Linked DNA regions of Sus scrofa: region 2 is linked to region 1. A link is a contact called in public HiChIP or PLAC-seq data. All regions are on one chromosome and are shown on one strand. Each heading gives the region's core, a stretch centred on a gene start, on an enhancer-like site or on the middle of the called end of the contact. The rest is flanking DNA. Distances are from core to core; before and after follow the strand shown. Region 1 holds the start of LOC110260076 (branchpoint-bridging protein-like). Region 2 holds the start of SRRT (serrate RNA effector molecule homolog).

Region 1 (3,835 bases), core at 588-3,087:
TTGGTTTTTGTTCTTTATTGTTTCCTCCCATCTTCTCCCTTTGGCTTTACTTCGCTCTTTTTCTAGTTCCTTGAGGTGGAAGCTTGGATTACACTTCCATTCTTTTAAAAATGTTTCCAGAATACTCCTTGGTTCCCTGAAGAACTCCTGTTTGTCCATCAAAACTCAGCTCATATGTCACTTCTGAGGCAGAATAAAGTGGTAGACAGGCTTTCCTCCTCACCCCCAAATAGCCCCCAAACTTGTAAATATCTGAAGCTAAAAAGAACCACAGGATTTAAATGGTGCTGGGAAAGTTCTCAGGAACCTGACCACTTTACAACCTCCAGTCAAATGGAGTCGGACTCCACCCCAGGCAACAAAAAGCCGTGTAGGGGGCATAAAAATGCCAACTCAAATGTATAGGCTTACAGTTTACCCAAGGTTATATCGGGTTTCGAAACTCAGTGGCAAGAACAGGAATTGTCATCCCTATTTGAGTGATGAGAAAACTCAAGCGAAGAACAGTCAAGGACCCCAGTGCAGCTCTAACTCAGTTTCCAGTGGAACTCCACCAAAGCTAAAGCAACCTGGGCCGAGAACCCCTCCCCACTGGCCTTAGGGAGCCTCCAATCCCTCTGTGCTGCCCTGCCCTTCCCGCCAGGGGGCGCAGGTCCCTGCTCCTGGGTGGCGGGCAGAAGCCAAAGAGCTGGTGGATGACGACTGAGGAGTGCTAGTGGGTCTGCGAGCCACAGGGAAGCTGTAAAGGCTAGCCCCACGGCTCACAACTCGCGTCCCCAGGCGCTGGCCTGGAGGTCACCCTGGTCAGAGAAAGGGGAGAAGAACGGGTCCCCGTAAACTGCAGAGGAGTCCCCGAGCCAAAGAACTTGTCCTCCGCCAAGGGCCGGGCCTTGCTTGCCCCCATCTTCGGGCAGCCGGAATCTTGGACGGGAGGTCAGTTCTGCCACACCTCCTCTGACCCGAGGAACTGCGATGGACCCGGGAGTCCAGACTTCTCTTTAGGCCATTCGCGATCAAGATCAGTGGAATTCGCCGTCCTCCCTCACACCTTTGGAAGACCCTTACCCCTAAATCCTCCACGCCCCTAGAAAACCTCCTCTCTTTTCTCCCCTTCATGACTCCTCCGGGAACCGAGTACTGGGTGGGATTGGCCCAGGGAAGCTAACCTTTCTCTTTCCAGATCCTCCCCGGCTTCGACTTGGTATACGCCCCCTGCCTCTGCAGCTTACAAGTGGTAGATCCCATCACCCCCGGAAGCCTCGCGTTACTCAAACACATCGCGCGGTTTTGCGAGCAACTCAGGAAAGGGGCGGGGAGAACGGATGCCGGGAAGGCGATTCGCGGATCGCCCGGGCCTGGCCACGGGGTATGGGCGCGCCTGCGCACTCGGGGGCCTTTTCAGGAGCCTGGTACTAAGGGCGCCCGTGTTTCGGCGTTCCTGCGGCGAGTCCCTTCCCTTCTCTTCCCTTTTTGGGGCCTGGGAGTTGCGGGCAGCTCCTTCCCTTCAGACTGGTCGGCGCAACGCTCGAGTGGCCTGGCAGGGGAGCGGGCTGCGTGCGCGCTGAGGGCACTGTGGAGCGAAGAAGGTAGGCGTGGGAATAGCTGGGGCGGTGGAGGGGCCTGAGATTGGGAGCGATGTGATGGATGAATGGGAACCGGAGGTGGGGGAGATGCTTGAGCTTGAGGTAAGTGGGAAGGGACTGAGACTTGAAGCGACGAGGGGCGTCGAGTGCGACCCCTCTTGGCTGCACCGTTTGGGCGGGAAACGGGGTAGGAAACGAAACCTGGTCTCTCCTCACCCATGGCTGATCTTTCTCCCACACCAGGGCACACTGCATGGCTGAAAACCGAGAACCCCGCGGGGCCGTCGAGGCCGAGCTGGACCCGGTGGAATACACCCTGCGGAAGCGGCTTCCCCACCGCCTGCCCCGGAGGCCCAATGACATTTATGTCAACATGAAGACTGACTTTAAGGCCCAGTTGGCCCGCTGCCAGAAGCTGCTGGACGGAGGGGTAAGGGGTCAGAATGCATGCACTGAGATCTACATTCATGGCTTGGGCCTGGCCATCAACCGCGCCATCAACATTGCCCTGCAGCTGCAGGCTGGCAGCTTCGGGTCCTTGCAGGTAGCTGCCAATACCTCCACCGTGGAGCTTGTCGATGAGCTGGAACCAGAGACTGATACACGAGAGCCACTGACGCGTATCCGCAACAACTCAGCCATCCACATCCGTGTCTTCAGGGTCACACCTAAGTAAAGGAGATGAGGCCGGCCCACCTTATCCACCCATCCCATACAGCTTGGCTCAGAAGTGGCTTTTGTACTGAGTACATGAACCTCCTACCAGGACCATGTAGGATAAAGCCTATCCCCTCACCATCCAGAGGACTCTGAATTGAGAGGGTGAATATTGTCTTTTGTTGGGCTCAAGCCGTGAGTCTTCCTGAATCTTTGTGGTCTGTAACCATTGTCCTATACAATAAAAAGCATCAAGTTGTGTTAGTGCCTGGCCACCCAACTGCACCACCTCTCTGCTGTGTAAATTCAGTGTGTACCTGGAAAGGAGAGTAGGAGTAAAATTTTACAAGGACGTAGGTACAAGAGGGGAAACAGTGTTTCCTGCCTTCACAGAAAGAGCATAAATTGTACCACAGACACTGCAGCATAAAACAAACTTTAGCACAAAACAGAAGTCTGAAAATCCTGATGTTTGCTTTCAAATATTTCATTCTCTCAGGAGCTCCCACTGTGGTGCAGTGGGATTGGGAGTGCTGGGATGCGGGTTGGATCGCCATCCCCACACACTGGGCTAAGGATCTGATCCTGAGCCCAGGAGCTCTATATGCCTCAGGGCAGCCAAAAAAAAATTTTTTTTTCATCCTCTCAGAAGAAGGCAGGGTGGATAATGTGTATATTCTTGCCAGCTGGGGTGTAAAGCATCAGGCACTACTCTGGTGCTGGTTACCAGGCACAGGAAAGGTGAGGGTATAAGGATGATGGACGCAAAGACAGGCCCCTCCTTTGTAAAAGGCTGTTAAGGCTGTCGTGGGAACCGACAAACTGACAGCTACATTCGATTCCTGGTGGCGGGGGGCAAATTGTTCTAAACAGCTATTCAGACCCCTCTGGCTAGGCTATTCTAAGAGGGAAAGGAAAGCCTTTCCTCTGAATTACTGGGCATACAGGCCATAAGTACTTTTTTGTTTGGATATTTGTAGGAGGATCTGATTTCTCATGTTTATCAAACGAGTCATCTAAAGCAATGTTATCCAAGTGGGTGGTGACCGTTTGTGAGGTTTAAAATCAATTCACTGGGTCATAGCCTTTTAAAAAGCAAGTAAAAAAGAAAAAGTGCAGCTTCAATGGTAATATCTTGTTGACACTGTTTCAGTTGTAGATGTGTATATAGACACATGTACTAGTTATGACATAAATCTTACTGTTGGTTGAGGTCACAAGAGTTTGAAAGCCTTTGATCTAAAGGTTAATAACAGAATTTGCCTCTAGTTTGCCTGAAGGCAGTTTGGTTAGGGGTTCTGAAAATCAGCCTTTCCGTTTATCAGAATCTCACCCCCCAGCTTGAGTATTACTGTTGATGAGGGACTTTGATGCTGTACAGGTGACTATCAGCAACTCAGGAAAGGACAGAAGGACTAGTGCTTCTTTCTAACTACTACACACATGCTGAGTACCTGTTGTAAGCGAAGGCCTGGGCTGGGCCCTGCAGATACAAAGATGAGCATAAAATGGCCCCTGCCTTCAAGGAGTCCACTATTTGCCTGGGAAGGTGGGTATATTAGTTACTGTGAGATGACTAAGATGGGTTATGTAAG
Region 2 (4,384 bases), core at 130-2,629, 110 kb after region 1:
ACGATGCTCAGTGTGTGGTGGGGCCATCATGCCTGAGCCCGGTCAGGAGGAGACTGTGCGAATTGTAGCTCTGGACCGCAGTTTTCACGTTGGGTGTTACAAGTGCGAGGTCAGGGGGCCTGGGGCGCTGGGTATGGTAGAGCACAAGAAAGAAGGGGCTCAGGGATCCAGGCCTGATGAAAAGCTACTGTTTCTTTCCAAACAGGAGTGCGGGCTGCTGCTCTCCTCTGAGGGTGAATGTCAGGGTTGCTACCCGCTGGATGGGCACATCTTGTGCAAGGCCTGCAGTGCCTGGCGCATCCAAGAGCTCTCAGCCACCGTCACCACCGACTGCTGAGTCTTTCCCAGAAGCACCTACTCTGTTCTCCCTTCCCATCAACCACCCTCCCTGACATCTACCTTTATAATGTTGTCACCAAATGCCATCTTCTCTTCCTCTAATCATGAAATAATAATCCCTCAAGAGTGTACAAAACACTTTGAAGTCTATTGTCTCATCTGATGCTTTTTTTGCTTTTTAGGGCTGCACCTGTGGCATATGGAAGTACCCAGGCTAGGGGGTCAAAACAGAGCTGCGGCTGCCACCTATGCTGCACTTCTGGCAACACTGGATCCTTAAACCCCTGATCGAGGTCAGGGATTGAACCCACATCCTCATGGATGCTAGTCAGGTTCTTAACCCCGCTGAGCCACAATGGGAACTCCAGTCCTGGGTGTATTTTACAACTCCTCTAAATCCCCCTTTTAGGGTAGTTTCTGTAGAACGCCCCCCCACCCCCACCCCAGCACTGGGAACAAGGCTGCAGCATATGCGAGGGAGGCAGCATTTCCTGTTGTAAAGGTTATGGGGCAACAGAGATCCTGCTGGGTGGTGAGGCCCTCAGACCTACAACCGAGCTCATCAAGGTACTGGTTGGGGTTTGCCACTTTTGCTTAAGGATGGGGGTGCCTTTGTGGAAGAGCAGGAACAACTGGTTTAGGACGTAGCGCAGACAGAAGCACTAATAAAGGCTGATTCTCTGGTGGGACCACAAAATGGTGGGAAATGCATTAAAATGGTTGCTGGATCCGCTGAAAGGCCGCACTCCCCCAACCCCTGCCCTGTACAAGGAAAGGGGGGTTGGAAACCACTCCCGATGACGTCAGGAGGCTCCCAGATCAAAGCTGCGGGTCGGGGTACCAGCGGCTGGATGCGAACTGATTCAGACACACCCGGGGAAGCGCGACCTTCGACCTCGGCGAGAGGAAACTCACCCTCAAGCCCAGAGGCTTCTACCGCCCACCAGAGGCCACACTTGATCCAGCGCGGCTCCCATAGCTTCTCGCCCGTGCCGTTCTCGTCCCGGAAAGCTCGCGAGGCTTCCGGGTCCCCGCCCCTTCCCATCGGCCCCCGGTGCTCCCCGCCTTTGCCTCTGTGGTTTGGTTCCGTTCTGTCCCCGCGGGCTCCAGTTTGTATTTCGAGGTGCCATTCTGCGGGTGACGCAGGCGCAGCTCGGGCGGCGCGCGCCGACCGCCCATCTTTGGTTGTCCCGCTCTCTTCGCGTCTACTCGGCCCAGTCACCGAGAGCCCCGCGTCTCCCCCTCACCCGAATCCGTCCCCGTCGCGCGCCCGAGGGAAGGGGCGGGTCCAGGTTGCCCGGAAAATCTGCCGGCCGGAGCGCGAGACTAACGGCCGCTGCCGCTCCCAGGTGGGGGAGGGGAGGGGCCTGGAGAGCAGGGGCTGGGGCGGGCAGGAGGGCGAGAGGCCCGCGGGTGCGGGGAGCCGGGCGGGAGACCCCTGGCAGCTGGTGGAGCCCTGCAGCTGAAGGGGAAGAGGGCTTAGAATGGCGGGAGCAGCGGAAGGCTGGCCTCTGCGGACGGAGGGGGGCGTGCTGCTTCAAAGGGACAATCCTTTGCGCTTGTCGTCATTGTTCATTATCCTATTTATCCGTGTTTCGCCTCCAGGTCCTCTCAGACCGCGCCATGGGTGACAGTGATGACGAGTATGATCGAAGGCGCAGGGACAAGTTTAGAAGGGAACGCAGCGACTATGACCGTTCTCGGGAAAGAGATGAGAGACGTCGAGGGGATGATTGGAATGACCGGTAAAATGTTACTCTTCCTTAATTTTGTTCCAGCGCATTATTCTCTTGCACTCCACTTTTCACTGCATTGCCCTTAAGGTCTTATTAGGGTGAACCATATGAAATCGCTCATCCTTGACCATTTCACGTGGTTCATTCACCTCTTTGCTTTTGGTCCAATAGTTGTCTGTGTAATGACTAGAAGATCAAAGCGGTGAAAGTAAGAGAGTTTGAATATAAAAGAGCAATACTTGTGTGTGCTGTTTATTGTTTGTAAATTATACACCGAAAAGGTTGATTCAAAAAGAAAGTAATGTTACAGAATTGGTTTGACTGGAGAGGTTGTCCGACCAGTTTCCTGGCAGGATATGATTAAATGTCGTTGTCTAGCCTAAAATCAGCAAGAGTTCTTTGAAAAATGATGGTCGGGTTAATTGATTAGGTTTGACTCTGGTAGTAATTAGTTTTTTGGGATGTTCTTTTTTAAAAAAAAAAACAAAACCTTTTCATTTTATTTTTTCGGCCATATTTGTAGCATGTGTGTTCCTGGGCCAGGGACCGAACCCACGCCAGTACAGTGACCCAAGCCGCAACAGTGACAATGCTGGATCCTTAACCCACTAGACTACAGGGAACTCCTAGTTTGTTTGTTTTTGTTTTGCCGAACCTGCAGTATATCTGGGATATTCTTGAGTTATAGTTAAGGTGTATAGTTAGGCTGTTAAAACGCTGATGTTTTAAGTAACTGATATAAGAGGAACTGTGGAAGACTTTCATCTAAGGGACATCACAAATGTCAGTCAGTGAGCTGATAGCACAGGCTTGACTTGGAAACAGCCAAAAAATGAAGAGTTTGAGGTGGCCTATTTTGATAGCATTTTTTCATGCAATATCATTTTGAAAAATAGGTTTAGTAAACTGTTTAGGTCTTTTAGTCAGTTTATCTCTTCACCGTGGAGGCTTTATGTGGCACTTTGTTTTCCTTAGTATTTTCTAAGAAAGTCAGAAGAAAACTAAAGGTGTTTTTGGGATTCTGAGGATGAATAAGGTATAGTTATTGCCTTTAAGAAGTTTGTAGTCTGGGGCTTGGAGTGGGGAGCAAAGTGGCCCTGGGTGTATGTTGCAAGTGAATATACATGAGAGGTCATGATAAAGGCTCGAAACGTTGAGGGAACAAATGTTCTGAGGGAGGGGAGAAGTGGTGGAGGCAGTGTAAGGGAGAGCAACAGGAAAGGGACATTTAGCAAGACTTGGAAAGGTAAATGGGAATTCCTGAGAGACAGGAATGTACAGCTTGGAGTTGGGGACATAATGTGTGCAGAAAAGAGCATATGTTCTAGTTTTTATAGAGTAGAACCTCTTAAAATACGTAAGGGCTCCGTGAGCTCACAATTATTTTTATTACTGTTTTTATTTTATTTATTTATTTACTTATTTTTTTGTCTTTTGCTCTTTTGGGGCCGCACCCGTGGCATATGGAGGTTCCCAGGCTAGGGATCGAATCGGAGCTGTTGCTGCCAGCCTGTGCCACAGCCACAGCAATGCCAGATCCGAGCCTCGTCTGCGACCTACACCACAGCTCAAGGCAATGCCGGATCCTTAACCCACTGAGTGAGGCTAGGGATCGAACCCACACCCTCATGGTTCCTAGTCGGATTTGTTTTCGCTGCGCCACAATGGGAACTCCTGTTTTTAAATTTTTATTACTTAAATTTTTGTTGTTGTTGTTTTTTAGGGCGGCAGCTACAGCATATGGAAATTACCAGGCCTGGGTTCTAATTGGAGCTGCAGCTACTGGCCACCGCCACAGCCACAGTAACACCAGATCTGAGCTGCATCTTCGACTTATGCTGCTTGAGGCATTGCTGTGGTTAACCCACTGAGTGAGGCCAGGGGTCAGACCTGCATCCTCATGGATACTATTTGGGTTCTTAACCAGCTGAGCCACAATGGGAACTCCCCATTATTTTTATAGTAACACTAAGATAGTATGGTTCTTTCCATTGTATTGACATTTGGTGCTATAGCAGTGGTGGATAGAACTGCTGGTGCCTCAGGGCAGTGGCAATAAACAGTTTAAAAAGTCAGTTGCATTTAATGTCCTTGATGAAGCAATAAAAATTTCAAGTTTTATTAAATTGGATTCTTTTTTTTTTTTTTTTGTCTTTTTGTCTTTTGTTGTTGTTGTTGCTATTTCTTGGGCCGCTCCCGCGGCATATGGAGGTTCCCAGGCTAGGGGTTGAATCGGAGCCGTAGCCACCGGCCTACGCCAGAGCCACAGCAACGCGGGATCCGAGCTGGGTCTGCAACCTACACCACAG

What was found. HiChIP or PLAC-seq counts read pairs in DNA pulled down with a chosen protein or histone mark.
Region 2: a contact with region 1 is called in an H3K27ac HiChIP or PLAC-seq map of alveolar macrophages. The contact joins the promoter of SRRT here to the promoter of LOC110260076 in region 1. A contact is called at or near these places in 2 of 5 promoter capture datasets (both in liver), 19 of 47 Hi-C or Micro-C datasets (adipose tissue, alveolar macrophages, blood and 11 more) and 2 of 2 datasets of contacts at active chromatin or transcription factors (alveolar macrophages and skeletal muscle).

The regions. Positions count from the first base shown.
Region 1 is chr3:8,606,867-8,610,701 of Sscrofa11.1, forward strand. It overlaps LOC110260076 (branchpoint-bridging protein-like), which reads right to left and starts at 1,838. Exons shown (of 3, transcript XM_021087974.1): 1 at 1,800-1,838. The coding sequence starts at 1,838. It overlaps POP7 (ribonuclease P protein subunit p20), which reads left to right and starts at 665. Exons shown (of 3, transcript XM_013995472.2): 1 at 665-933; 2 at 1,181-1,586; 3 at 1,827-2,525. The coding sequence starts at 1,837. The coding sequence ends at 2,259.
Region 2 is chr3:8,716,403-8,720,786 of Sscrofa11.1, forward strand. It overlaps SRRT (serrate RNA effector molecule homolog), which reads left to right and starts at 1,380. Exons shown (of 21, transcript XM_003354479.3): 1 at 1,380-1,688; 2 at 1,945-2,084. The coding sequence starts at 1,963. It overlaps TRIP6 (thyroid receptor-interacting protein 6), which reads left to right. Exons shown (of 9, transcript XM_003354478.4): 8 at 1-109; 9 at 206-489. The coding sequence ends at 337.